2 separate regions of the Oryctolagus cuniculus genome follow, and region 2 is linked to region 1. A link is a contact called in public Micro-C data. All regions are on one chromosome and are shown on one strand. The core of a region is the stretch at or near the end of the contact, and the rest is flanking DNA. Distances in the headings are between cores, read along the strand shown. Region 1 holds the start of GABARAP (GABA type A receptor-associated protein). Region 2 holds the start of KDM6B (lysine demethylase 6B).

Region 1 (6,325 bases), core at 2,820-5,319:
CGGTCCTGCACACGCGCCCGGAGCCCCGAGTTCCGATTCGGCTGCGCTCTGCCGCCCTGGGCCCTCAGGGACCGCACAAGCCGCCGGGAGGCCCCCAGGGTCCGGGATGACCACGCTGAACCGCTCCCCGCCCTCCGGCTCCTTGCACTCGAGCACGAGGCCCGGCGCGCCCCTCACCCCCACCCCAAACACACACACAGGCTCCCACAGCCAGCGCTACTTCGCGGCCGGGACAGACCCTGCAGCTCCCACCCGGACGCGGCCCCACCTGCCCCCCCAAGCCGCGCTCCCCACAATTTCGCCGTCCCTCCGCCCCCATCCGGGGCTTTGGCCCCTCCCCGTCTCGAGCTCCTCGGGCTCCCCGCCGGGCCCCCGGGCCCTGTTCCGAGCTCTCTCCGGCGGCCGCCGCCCCCCCCTCCGCCCCCGGACTCACCAAGTCCCTGGGCTGCGGGACCCCTGAACTCCAGCCCCCTCCCCCCAGCCGGCCACTCTTCCCCACGGCACCTCCCCGGGCCCCCCTCGCCCTCCGCAACTCCCAGGCTCTAACCCTCGCCGACCAGCCCGCCTCCCCCACCCCGCCCCACCGCCCCCTACAACTCCCCAGCTCGCCTCGCTGCTCTGCTCTCTCCACAACTGCCCCGGCACAGGTCCCTCTAACGCAGACAATACCCAGAACCCCTCTGCCCCCCACAACTACCTGCCCGCCCTCCAACAATCGCCGGGCTGCCTCCGGCGGCAACTACTCGGAGCTCCGGCACCACAGCCACCAACTCCCCCACCTCAGAGAACTACCGGGCCCTCCACGCAGTCCTCCTCTCCGGCCTCCCTCCTCAACAACTCTCCGGCCCCCGATTCCCCCCAGCCTCCCAGCTCCAGGGCCCCAGCCAGACGGAGGCCCTTTCGACCCCTAACCCACGGAGCGCCGGTTCCCGGCTCCTACCGCCCGTCCTCCCCACCACGCCACACACACGGTGTCTGATCTCCAACTACCCAACCCAGTCTCCCACTCCTTTCTCCAAGGTCTCTCAACTCGTCGCTCTCCCACCTCCAGAGCTAGGCCCCCGACCCTTCCCGGTCCTCCCCCGCTGGGCTCCGGGGCTAGACCTCCAAGTTTGCCAATTGATTCCTCGCCCGCCCCCCCCTCCCCGGCTCCGCGCTGTGTGCCGGTCGAGAGCTCACCTTCGGGACTGGGCTCCGCCATGGCTTCCAGCATCGCCCCCTCCCCTCCTCCCGGTCCGCCGGCCCCCTCCCCTGAGCCGGGGATCCCGGTGCCGCCTCTGGTGCTCGGTGCTTCTCCGCCTCGCGCCACAAAAGTGTCCGCCTCAGTCCGGTTGAGACTCCAGTCCGCTAGCCGCTGCCGCCACCTCCCTCTACCACAGCCTCCCGCACTCCCGGACCGGGCCCCCTCCCCCCGCGCCGCCGGCCGCCTGCTCCCTCCTCCCCCTCTCTCCTCCCTCCCTCCTCCCTCCCTCTTCTTCTCTCCCCCGTCTCCCCGCGCCGGCGCCCACGCGCAATGCACCCAGGGGGTTGTAGTCCGTATGGGGACCGCGGAAAGGGGACTACATGCGCCTTCAGGACTTCAGTTCCCAGCAACCCACACAATGGCGCAGGCGCACTAGGCCACTCCCCTCCCCCGGGGAGTGGCGGGGAGATTGGGAGCAAGAAGGCAGGGCGGAAGAGTGCGCGCGGGCTACTGGGAAATGTAGGCTGGGCGGGACGAAGAAAGAAGAGGAAGAAGGGATTAGATCTCTCGGCCACCATACTGCCTCAATCTGCACCTTCTTTATCCCTCGGGGACCGCCCCACTTCCGGCCAGGCGGAGAAATGGCTGCTGGGAGATGAAGTCCTCCCGGTGATGAAAGACTCCGTCCCTCGGATTCCACTCCATTGGATGCCACAGCCGGCGCAAGTCCGGCCAAGGGACAGGCAGCTGGGGTCAGTCCTTTTACCAGCTCGCATACACGAAAATCTCTTCTGTAATCCAGAATGTTATACGAATTTGGACGTGTTTATCTAAAGCAGGGACTTTAGAACTTTCTCCACAGGACCCACAGTGAAAAATAGGATTCTTACATCGGGACCTAGCCCACGTGTATCAAAACCAGCTTCCTAAAACATCAGAGGATTCCGCTCCACAGCAACAGCACCCACTTTATGCAGACAGGGGAAAGCCCAACATCAACACAAGAAGCCGAATTCAGCTTGGTGGTTTCCTCTTTATTGATGCGCCTCCTATCTCCCCCCCAGTTTCAGTCCCTTCCATCTACCCCCAAAAAAGAAGGTAGTGAAAGGAAGGGATTGTTGGGGTCCGCAACCCCTTGGGCAGTTAGAAAGGGAACAGAAACCAGAACAATCACTGGGTGCAACAGAGACTGACAATCCAGAAGTCTAAAGCAGAGTGGGAAAGGCGGGTGGAGAACGGGGGAGAGAGGAGAGGCTCCCATGACCCCTCCTGCTAAGGGTGGGAGGGAAGCCTCCGCCGGTAAGTGCAGGTCCTGGAAAAAGAAGGTGGTGCTGGAGCCTGGAGGAGGAGGGGAGGTCAAGGCAGGGGGGACCCCCCACCTCAGGGGCAGCAGCTTCACAGGCCGTAGACACTTTCGTCACTGTAGGCAATGTACAGAAAGAAGTCCTCTTCGTGGTGCTCCTGGGGGTGTGAGCAGAAAAGCAGGCTTCAGCTACTCGGACCATCCACTGCTCCCGTTCTTCAAGAACCATTCTCCGGCAAGAGCCCCCAGGCCAGTGCCTCCCTCCCCCCGACGCCAAGCCTTCCAGCCAAGAGGATCATCCCTGCAGCAGTCCTGGGCAGAAAAGATCTCAACGAGTTCTCTGCTGCCTTGGAGCGGGGCAGAGCCCTGGTCAGGACAGCTCCTCCCCCTTACTGTGCTCTTTCCTTCTATTCTGTTCCCTCTGCTCTGTCCCAGATCTCCACCCCAGGACTGTCACGAAGTGTGAAGGCTCGCTCGCCGGCTAATCCAAGAACTGCTGACCCGACACATCTTCCCCCTCAAGCTCTCCCGTTCAGAACTCCTCAGTCCAAAGCCCTACTCCTTCCGAGACACCATACCTGGTAGAGCTGACCCATGGTGGCACTGGTGGGTGGAATGACGTTGTTGACAAAGAAAAACAAGGCATCCTCAGCTCGGAGATGAATTCGCTTCCGGATCAGGAAGTAGAACTGACCGACTACCAAACATACGAGGAACAAGAGAGTCACAGGGTCATAACTGCCCTCCTATGAACAGCTGCTAAGTGGAGCCGCCTCCCAGAAGCTCAACTCCCACCCACAGGAAGCAGACCCAGGGGCCACCAGGTTCCCACCTGTGAGATCAGAAGGCACCAGGTATTTTTTTTTGTCCAGGTCTCCTATCCGAGCTTTGGGAGCCTTTTCTACTATCACCTGATATCGGGAAGGGGAAAATGGGGACACATGAGGAACACCGCCCGGCTGCTCCACCTGTCAGGAACTCAAGCAGCAACATCAGCAGTCCCTAAACCTACCCCAGACTCCCTTCCTCTTGTCCCTGCATACATGGGGCAGCCCTGAGTCCAGAGATCCTCGCCCCACTGGCCTGAGCTCACCCTAACATTCGGGACGAGCCCCGAATAGGGCGTCACAATAAACAATTTTCTTCCCCAGACGGGCAGGACTCGTCCGGACCCACAGACTTCGCCAAGTGGGGGGATGGCCCCAGGAAGCTCGGGCTGTCAAGCCCCCTAAGGCCTCCACTCACGAATGCCAAGGTTCTTCTCTCCTGCCCCACGTCTTCTTGCTTCCACTTCTCCCACTCCCCGGGTCCTTTCGCTCCCGCTCTCAGGGACATCCATTTCAGGCTCGCTCCCAACCCCGCCGTGGCCAGCAGCCTGAGCCCGCTGCTGCCCGTCCGGAACCCAAGCTCAGGCTGTGGCGTCAGCATCAGCGCCCCGCGCCCCGCGCCCCCGCCACTCTCCTCACCGGGACCCGGTCCGGGTATTTCTTTCTGATCTTCTCGCCCTCAGAGCGGCGCTTCTCGAACGGATGCTCCTCCTTGTACACGAACTTCATCCTCCCGGGAACCGGGCTGGACCGGGCTGGGAAGAGGGAAGCCAGGGAGGGGGGGCCGGGACGGGGGGCGGCGGCGACGGAGGCGACGCGGGCAGACGCGGCGGAGCGATCCACGGATTTGCGCCACTTCCCTATTCACCAACCCCGCCCCCGACCATCAGGGGCCGCCCTAACTGCTAAGATACGCCAGTAGCTCAGCGGCGTCAACGCAGCTGGCGTAGCGCCACCCACTGACCGCCGCTTACGCTATCAGCGTAATCGCTTTGGAATTAATTTGCCAGCTACGCAGGCGACGCAGCGAAGCTGGTGGGCTTTTACTCCCGCCGCAAATAATTGAAACCCATTCCCCAACCTTCCCCTCTCGGGAGCTGGGGGCGAAGGGTAGTGGGGGTGCCCAGGATACAAGACTTGACTCCGCAGACATTCTTTTCGGAAATAGCGTAGAGGAAGAGCAATTTCAAGGACAGCTATTCACAGAACCTGCCGCTACGCTGAAGGCGGCCGTTGACACCAAAACAAAGTAGTACCCAAGCGGCGGCGAATCTCCGGAAGTAAGAGTGGAGAAAAGAAACCGATGTTTGGACGCATGTATAAAATACTTGGGCTTCAGGAATGAGTGGGCCAGTGGGGACTAGAGGAGGGCCGAAAAGCAAGGACTAGGCCAGGGCGGAGGAACACCTTCAGGGTGTGCAACTGCACAATCATGTGATCTCAGAGAAGGGCGGAGCGTCACGTGGCGAGTGGAGAAGTAGGGCCGGCTCGGGAGGCGCGGCCGCCCGGGGCGCGCGGGGCGGGCTCGGGCGCCGCCTGCGTCAGCGAGGTGCGGGGGCAGCGCCCGCTGAGCTTATCTGCTTCAGTCCCCGGGCGAACCCTGGTCTTTGTCCAGTTCCATGCCCTTTAGGGCCCCGGGTTTCTCCTTTCCTCTCCTATAGCCTACTGCTCGGGGGCGCTTCCGCTCGCCGGCGTCCTGCGCCGCCCATCTTGTCACCCGGCTCACCGCGCCATCCGGTGCTCAGCGCCCAGGTCTCTCCTGCCCTGGGATACAGCCGTGTCTTACCCCTCTGTCCCCTCCCTTCAGTTCCCGGAACCCCAGAGAAGGATCTAGGGCAGCTTTGGTTTCAAAGTTATAATGCATGGTTTAAAAGAGAGGAAAGGAAAAAAAGAGATAAAGTTGGTTACAGGTCTGAGGAATCTAGGGAGAGAAAAATAGAAGGAAAGTAAGGGAAGGGTAAATTAGGGGAGATCCAGTGACCCAAATCCCCAGTCTCCCACCCACAGCCCAGCCCTTGAAGCGGGAGTGAAGAATTAGATCAGTTTTGTACAAGAGTTTTAAAAAAAATCAAATCACAGCAAAGCTGACTCGGCTTCTCTTTGAGCCTCCTGGGTCACGCACGGTATGTCTGTCTCTCTGGCCAGTCCTGTCTCCACCAGACACGGCTCGGTTCTCCTAGGCCTCGGCCTGTCCCAGTCTGGGTTTCCATGGAGTGTGACCGTGAACTGAGTGAGGCTGCTTGGAAGCCTGGCCCGTGTGTCCATCCAGACTCCGAGGGCAGCGAGGGGTGGGAAGGGCACACCCTGCCCAGGCAGTCCTCACATTGGACAGGGCATCCGACAGCATCCCGAGGGCTCGCCCTCCCGTTCCCCCCCACCCCAATGCAGGTGGAGGGGGAGCAGCTGTCACCAGAGCCTATGTTGATGAAGGTTTCGGCTCAGCACGGAGCGGACGTCAGCGGTGAACCTAGGGTGACAATCACGTGTGTTAGCAGAGTGCCTCCTTTACAGCTCCCGTCCTCACAGCGCCAGTGCACCATGGCCTCACTGGAGATGTGGGACAGAATTTGCCATCAACTTCTCAAGAGGAGATGGGTTCCATCTGCCCAAAACCCAAAGGCTAAACATGACAAGTTGGGGAATAAATAAGAAATCCTGGGTCCAAATGCTGAAACAGACTTTGTATGCCCTCTCGGGCTCTCCCACCGCCTCCTTCCCTGGGAAACCAACCGTCTGGAGCCCCCTTCCCTCACCTGAGGGCATCCAGCATTGGGAGCAGGTTGAGAAGGGCTGTGTCGCTGGGGTCACTGAACCAGGATTTGATGGGGATGGCATTGTCTAGGGTGAGAAGATGCAGATGAGGAAAAACGCAAGATTCAAGAGAGACCGTATTTGTCTCTTCATATCGGCGGGACAAGGAGGAATCGCTACTTATGAACACACACCTCCCTCATCCCAAAATCAACAACCTAAATAAAACCTTCCTGACTTATCCTCCAAAATCGAATGGGA
Region 2 (7,183 bases), core at 1,686-4,185, 530 kb after region 1:
GGGCTGGAGGCACGGTCAGAGCTGGAGTAAGGACCGGGGGTGGGGACGTGGCGGTGACGATGCTGGCTCCGCAGGCTGTCGGTGCTGGAGACCTACTTCATCCCCAAGGACGGCAGCCTGGCCTCTTACAAGGAATACATCAGCTTGTTGCCAAGCATGGACCCCCCGGAGGCCTTTGGCCAGCACCCCAACGCCGACGTGGCCTCCCAGATCACTGAGGCGCGGACTCTCTTTGACACCCTGCTTTCCCTGCAACCCCAGGTTACACCCACCAGGGCCGGAGGCCAGAGCCGGGAAGAGAAGGTAGGGGCGAGACAGCGGCCGGCCGGCCGGGCCGGGGAAGCCATGGGGCGGGGAGGGCCGACGTCCGCGGCTCCGGCCTCCGCAGGTGCTTGAGCTGGCTGCCGATGTGAAACAGAAGATCCCCGAAATGATCGACTACGAGGGGACCCGCAAGCTGCTGGCTCTCGACCCCTCCCCGCTCAATGTGGTCCTCCTGCAGGAGATCCAGAGATACAACAAGCTCATGGAGACCATCCTGTGAGACGCCGGGTGGGCGGCTCTGCGGGGGGGAGCGTGGGGGGGGGCGGGCAGGGTGTACCTGCCGGGCCTGCCCCGTGTCCAACACTCCCGCCTCCTCCTGCTCAGCCTCTCACTGACAGACCTCGAGAAAGGCATCCAGGGCCAAATCGTCATGTCGACGAGCCTGGAGGAGATTTTCAACTGCATCTTTGATGCCCACGTGCCTCCGCTCTGGGGAAAGGCAAGATTACACCGCTGGTGCTCCTCCCTGACACTGAGCTCCCTCTCCACACCCCAGATCTCCTGGGAGCGAGGGAGGCACAGGGCGAATTGCAGAGAGCCTGGGCTTCAAAGCCAGACAGGTTCAAGGTTGAAAGCTGGCTTTGCCATTCACTGGCCGACTCTGCACGATTTAACACACAGACCTACTCGGGATGCTTCAACGGTGCAGGACACCAGAGGATGATACCTGGTTAATCTTCCACACTGAGCATCCCTAAACGCAAAGCCTGATCCCAAAGACACCAGAATTGGAAACCTTTTCAGTGTCAACATGATCCTCAAAAAAAAAAAAAAAAAAAAAATTCCGAGTTTTGGAGCAGATTTTCAGATTAGGGATGTGCAACTGCAAAAAGTCTACGCAGGGATCCCAAATTCCCAAAAACTCTAGAATCCGCAGCATGTCTGGCCCCAGGCGTTTCAGATCAGGGGTGCTCACCCTGTTTTTAATAAATGGCCGCTGCTTCACGCCTGTCTTGTGGGAGCTGGCTTCGGGAGAGCTTTGCCCAACTGCTGTTGGAGAACAGGGGCTGACAGCACACAGTCTTCCCGCAGCTGCTCCAGGCCCTCCAAACAAGCATGTCAATGCATGGTGAACGCAGTGCCTCCTCCCCCAGGCGTATCCCTCACAAAAGCCCTTGGCCTCGTGGACCCGGGACCTGGCCATGCGCGTGGAGCAGTTTGAGACCTGGGCTAGCCGCGCCCGGCCGCCCGTGATCTTCTGGCTGTCCGGCTTCACCTTTCCCACGGGCTTCCTCACCGCTGTGCTGCAGGCCTCAGCTCGCCAAAACAACGTGAGCCACGTGGCCCGTGGGAGGGGGCGCGGATGCCGGGGACGGGCACAGGCTGCGGGCTCCGGGGCCCTCCCTCACGCTCACTTCACACCCCAGATTTCAGTGGACAGCCTCTCCTGGGAGTTCATCGTCTCCACCGTGGACGACAGCAATCTCGTGTACCCACCCAAGGTGGGAGCCGGATGTGCCGGGGGCCCTGGGCAGAAGAGGGTCTGGACGGAGGGTGCTGGGAGGCCAAAGTGGCAAGTAACTGGACAAGAGGGGAGGAGAGAGGCGACAAGTTCCCCACCTGCCCCCTCAGGACGGTGCCTGGGTTCGTGGTCTGTACCTGGAAGGTGCCGGCTGGGATCGGAAGAACTCCTGCTTGGTGGAGGCCGAGCCCATGCAACTGGTCTGCCTCATGCCCACCATCCACTTCCGGCCAGCAGAGAGCCGCAAGAAGAGTGCCAAGGGTGGGACTGCCCGCCCCCCCCCCCCCATTGGATCCTAACCCACTCTCTGCCCCAGCCCCGCACACCTGCCCCTGTCTTGTTCTCCCAGAGGCCCCTGGAGTCTGACTCCTGCTCTTCTGCCTCCCCCCAGGCATGTACTCCTGCCCTTGCTATTACTATCCCAACCGGGCGGGCAGCTCCGACCGAGCGTCCTTCGTCATCGGCATCGACCTCCGGTCTGGAGCCATGTCCTCGGATCACTGGATCAAGAGGGGCACTGCTCTGCTCATGAGCCTGGACAACTGAGGCGGCCCCCGCCTCCCTTCCCCGCAAGAGAGAGTCGGTGACTCCAGCAGCTGGGGCTGGACCTCACCGGGGCATAGGCTGTGGCCGGGTTTGGCGTGTGAGGGGCCCCGGGGCCACCGCTGTGCTTAGCCATAAAGGTTGGAAGAGTTGCACCGCAGCTCGGTGCAAACAGCCGCGACCACAGCTCTGCGTCTTTCAATGGGATGGTGGGGTCAGGGAGAGCGGAAGCCCCGGCCACCCCGAAACTACTGGGGAGCTGCTGCGAGACTGGGGAAACAGCACAGGAAACGGGGCGGCCTTGAGACAGGGGGCGTGGCCTTGCAGCGATGGGCAGGGCGGTGGGGCCCTAAGAGGGTGCGGCCACACCGTGGGGCGGGACTCGAGTGGGTGGGCGGGGCTTGACTTGGAAGAGCGCGTGATCCAAACCAAGCCGGGGCCTGTCGGGCGGGGATCGGGGGAACACCCCGTACCCTGCGCCCCGCACCCGGCACCCCACACGGGCATCCCACACGGCACCAGCGCTGAGACAAGCACCACCCGCAGAAAGAGGGGCGGGGCCGAAGGGGGGGACTTGGGCGGAGGGGCGGGACCTCGGGAAGGGGGCGGGGCTGAGCAGCGGGGGGAGCGGTGTTTGTGTTGGAAAATCCAACTGCGCCACGGGGCGGAGCGGCCCCCCCAGCCCCGGCCTGGGAGAGGGGGGGCCGCTCGACCCCCTGGGAGACCTTGGGGAACCCGAACACCTGGGACCCCCCCGGAAGCAGGTAACGGGGAGCCGCGAGGGCGTCTGGAAAGAGGGAAACCATCTCCGTGCAAGGGGGCGGGACGCCAGAGTCGCAGGAGGGGGAGAGCCGGGAAGGGACGTTGGGGTCTCCGGAGGGGCACTAGGAAGAAGATCGGGGTTCAGGACATCCGGGTCCCCTAGGGGCGAGCCGGGCAGGAGTGGGGGACCCGGTGGAGGCAGATGTCTTAGGTTCTGGAGGTCAAGAGGGGCCTGAAAGGACTCCCAGGCCCGCTAGGCTGGGATTCCCCCTGGGGGCACGGCGGTCCTGCCTGAAGGGCAGAGTTCGCAGAGAGGCCAGTGTGATGGCCCTTTGAGGTCCGGTGTGGTCAGACAGCCCTGCGGTCCCGGGGCCACCGTCAAATCTTCCTCCAGTCCCTCCCCAAGATGAGGTGCATAACGTCAGCCCTGACCTCCCCGCCGGGAGCCTTGGTCCCTGGTCCCCCACCCCCCGGCCTCGCCTTGCCGGGCCCCGCACCCCCAGGGCCGCCCTGACTCCCCGGCTCGGGCCCTTCACGGGGAACCTCCCCAGCCTAGCCGCGAGATGGCGAGGACGAGACTTGCGCCCGAAGCCCGCAGGCGCACGGGGTGGGAGATGCGACAGGGAAGGCCGCTGCAGCCCACTGCCGCGCCCTGGGCTGAGGCCCCGCACTGGAAACTGTGGGCGGGAGGGCACAGGTGGTGAGGGCGCTGGGGACTCCGCGTCCATCTCTCACGGCCGGAGGGGGACGCGCGAGGTGGTTACTAAGCAACGTAGATTCGCTTCCCGTCTGCTGTGGGGGTGGACGGAATGGGGGCCGGGCAGACCGAGGGCAGCTCGCCTGGTTCCCGCTACCGGGAAGCAACCTGACAGGAAGGCGGGCAGGCGGCAGAGATGGACTCGGGCAGCCCGGAGCGCGCGCAGGGACAGGCGCGGCTCATTCCTCCGCCTCCCGGGGGTTGCTTGCCCCGTTGCCCGAGTAACTGGAGAGCCAGACTCGGGAGCCGATTCCCGAACGCTCCCGTCCGCCCAATCAGCTCCAGCAGACGCCCCTGACATCAAGGCCCGGGCAGCCAATGGGGAGAGGGCATCGTAGAGCGACAGGAAGAGGGGAGGAGATGAGGATGAGGACGGGAGGAGGTAGCAGCCCGGGACCCGCACGTGCACTCCCACACGCTCGCACCCACCCTTTCCACCGCACGCGCCCGAGCGCACCCCCCCCTTGCGCCTGCGCGGCGAGTCGGGTGCTCCCCCGCCCCCAGCCCCAAATCGGTGTTTGCAAACTAGTCCCGAGCTGCGCTGCGCTGCTCTGCCCCTCCGGACCCGGACGACACGGTTCGTCTCCGGTTTCTCCTGAGGTCTTGACTATTAATGCCCAATCTCGAGTGGGAGGGTCGGCTACCTGTTCCCCGCCGTCCCCCGCCCCCTCCCCAGCTGGCGCCCCACGCTCCCAGGTGGGCTGGGCGGAGCTGCGGTTTCCGGCCCCATCTGCTCAGCCGCTGCCTTCCGCGGCTCCGGCTTAGGTTGCTTCCCCAAGAGAAAGGGAGAGGGTACCGGTGCCCCTTGCCGAGGCTTCACCGCCGGGCCCGGCTGCTGCCGCTGCTGGGGGCGGGGGCCCAAGGAGGGGGGACACTGTGGGGGGAACCCCGGACTGCTCAGGCGCCTCGATGTGGACTAAACGCCCCCAACCCCGTGCCTAACGCTTCCTTCTCGCTGGCCCCGGTGTGCGGTGCACCTTCCTTGGCTCCGACCGGGCTGGCTGTCCCCGTATCCACTCGCCCCTCTCCGCTTCTCCCGGGTTATATAACTTCCTCTCGCCGTGTCCTGGTTTCAACTCCACAGACTCCGCCCTGGAACGGCGCAGGGAGGGGCGGCAGAGTTGGGGACCCAGACAGATTCCGGCTGGCGGCCGGCTGGGACTCGGGGGATCCCGCGGACAGGAGACGGAGCCCCGCGGGGTCCGCTGCCCCGGCTCCCGTCCCCGGCCGGAGATCTCGCCCACGGGAGAGAAGGCACAGTATCTCCGAGGGGCGTGTCGTGTCGGGGCTCTCGTCAGAAATGTGGGTTGGGAGGTCAGCCCCGGAGGCGGGGGGCAGGAGGCAGGCGCGAGCCCCGAGTCTCTGGGACTGAACTCGCACTGGGGGGCAGCAGGCAGGACGCCTGGGTCCCCTCCCGCGTCCCCTTTTTCGGTTCCCAGAATTCCTGACGCTATTTCCCAGGAAGCTCCGCCAGCCGCCCTCCTCCGCCCCGCAGGGGTCAAAGGTCTGTGTTAGAGGTGGCCGGGGATGATGTCACCCGTGCACGTGCCCCGGGACGGTTGCCAGGCAATGAGGTCTCCTCCCCCTTCCATTCCCTCCCACCTCTGTCCCGAGTCCAGTTCCAGACCCGTGCCGTCTCTTTCCCTTCTCCCTTCCCTTGGCCTTAGCATCCTGCAGGTGGGAAAGCCCGGCCTGGAGTTTTGTGAGAGGGAGGGTCACAGCTGCGGTGTGGCCGAGAGAGACTTTGCCCTTTGGCTTGGTTGAGAGCCCTGGGTCACTCTGCCCTAGGTTGGCACAGGAAGGCGTCCCCGGGCAAGCCTCCTCCCCCTTGGAAGAGCCTCCAGCAGTCTTTTTTTTCCTTTCCCACCTGCTGCGGTGGCCGGGTGTCCTGCTGAAGCGGGAGTAGGTGCCCGAGAGCCAGCCCCAGGAACAGAGCTGTGCGTGGGGTGGGAGATTCACCGGACACCTGCCCGTGCTGACTGTGCCTTCATCATGCCTCCTCCCCACCAACAGGGAGGGAAAGGGCCGGGGAGCACCCTTAGGCTGGGAAGTCAGGTCTTTATTCTGAGTAGGTGGGTGGACCAGTTTGTGGCATCCCACCTGGGGAAGGAAGAACCAGGACCCACTGTGTTAAGTACCGGGATTGGGGCTGATGCTAGAAAAAATCAGTTTTGTCTTCCTTAGAGTATGTCAAAGGCGGGTCAGGTCAGACCTGGATTCTAATCCCAGCTCTGCCACTTTGTGGCTATTGGGACTTGAACAGGTCACAACCCCTCCTAATTCTTAATCTGGAAAATTTAAATATCAATACCTAGCTTCCCGGCAGACAGGAGGGGAAAAGGTAATGTATGCAAAGCACTTAGCACAGTACCTGGCACCCAGTGAAAGTGAGTGAACGTTTGTAGTTACTACCGGAAGGTGTTATTATTTTTACTGTAGTTGGGGGCCTGTTCCAAAGTAGCCATGACCTTAGTTTGTGTAACGTGGAGGTGAGAGTGGCCTGGGGATTACTTGGACTGTTTTGTGCACTTTATTTGATGAAGGCTTTAGTTAGATTTGCATTGCTTTCTTTAGGATTATTTTTCCCCCTCTTGGAGAAGAAATAGCTAAGATTATTCCTTTGGCTGCGAATTATAAAATAATTGTGTTGTGGTTGGCGATTTTGAAGCAAGACCCCAGTCCCCTCCCATGTAGCTGTCTGGAGCCTTTCATTTTGCAAAGGGACTCCACAGTTTGCCTAGCGGGGACAGGGCCAGGCTGAGGGTGTGTAAAAGGCTGGGGTGGGGGGGGGGTGGAGAGAGACTAGTGCTGGGGGCTGAGGGGGCGGCGGGTAGTTAAAGGAAGAAACCGGAAGGGAGGAGGAGGGAGCTTGCTGGTGGGGAGGGAGGGAGGGGAGGAGGAGGAGGAGGAGGAGGAGGAGGTGGAGGAGGAGGAGGAGGAGGAGGAGGAGGAGGAGGGAGGGGGTTGGGGAGAGCCTGCTACAGTTCTTTGTTTGACTCCGGGACTCAGGGACGGGGAGGAGGAGGGAGGGAGGCAGAGGCTGCAAGCGCCGGGGCAGGCCCAGGAGGCAGAGGAGGGACCGTCTCCCCCGCCCCCCCAGCCCCCACTCCCCCCCCTGCTGCTTCCCCCCCTCCCTACCCGGACTCTGGGGGCACCGCCGGGGGACAGACACCCAGCAGGTAACCCTGGCCTGGCTGGCCCTCCCCGCTCTGGTTTTCCTCCACACCCTCCCGGATGAACCCCTTCCCCGGCTCCGTCTCCCCGCCGTCCCGGCCTTGCCTCCGGTCCCTGGCCCTCCTTGTTCCATCGCCCCGACTCGGGCTTGTCGCCCGCTG

What was found. Hi-C and Micro-C count contacts between places; a contact is called where the count stands out from the background.
Region 2: a contact with region 1 is called in a Micro-C map of ear pinna, with 4 times the contacts expected there. The contact joins the promoter of KDM6B here to the promoter of GABARAP in region 1. A contact is called at or near these places in 2 of 6 Hi-C or Micro-C datasets (ear pinna and an unstated tissue).

Annotation. Positions count from the first base shown.
Region 1 is chr17:51,845,566-51,851,890 of mOryCun1.1, forward strand. It overlaps GABARAP (GABA type A receptor-associated protein), which reads right to left and starts at 4,070. Exons shown (of 4, transcript NM_001082142.1): 1 at 3,953-4,070; 2 at 3,319-3,397; 3 at 3,065-3,183; 4 at 2,239-2,644. The coding sequence starts at 4,042. The coding sequence ends at 2,579. CTDNEP1 (CTD nuclear envelope phosphatase 1) reads right to left here. Exons shown (of 8, transcript XM_002718814.5): 7 at 6,067-6,151; 8 at 5,154-5,780. The coding sequence ends at 5,720. It overlaps PHF23 (PHD finger protein 23), which reads right to left and starts at 1,461. Exons shown (of 5, transcript XM_017348879.3): 1 at 1,180-1,461. The coding sequence starts at 1,213.
Region 2 is chr17:52,379,683-52,386,865 of mOryCun1.1, forward strand. KDM6B (lysine demethylase 6B) reads left to right here and starts at 2,936. Exons shown (of 24, transcript XM_070061364.1): 1 at 2,936-3,093. DNAH2 (dynein axonemal heavy chain 2) reads left to right here. Exons shown (of 88, transcript XM_051825206.2): 82 at 75-303; 83 at 389-540; 84 at 649-763; 85 at 1,419-1,595; 86 at 1,692-1,766; 87 at 1,897-2,047; 88 at 2,178-2,510. The coding sequence ends at 2,332.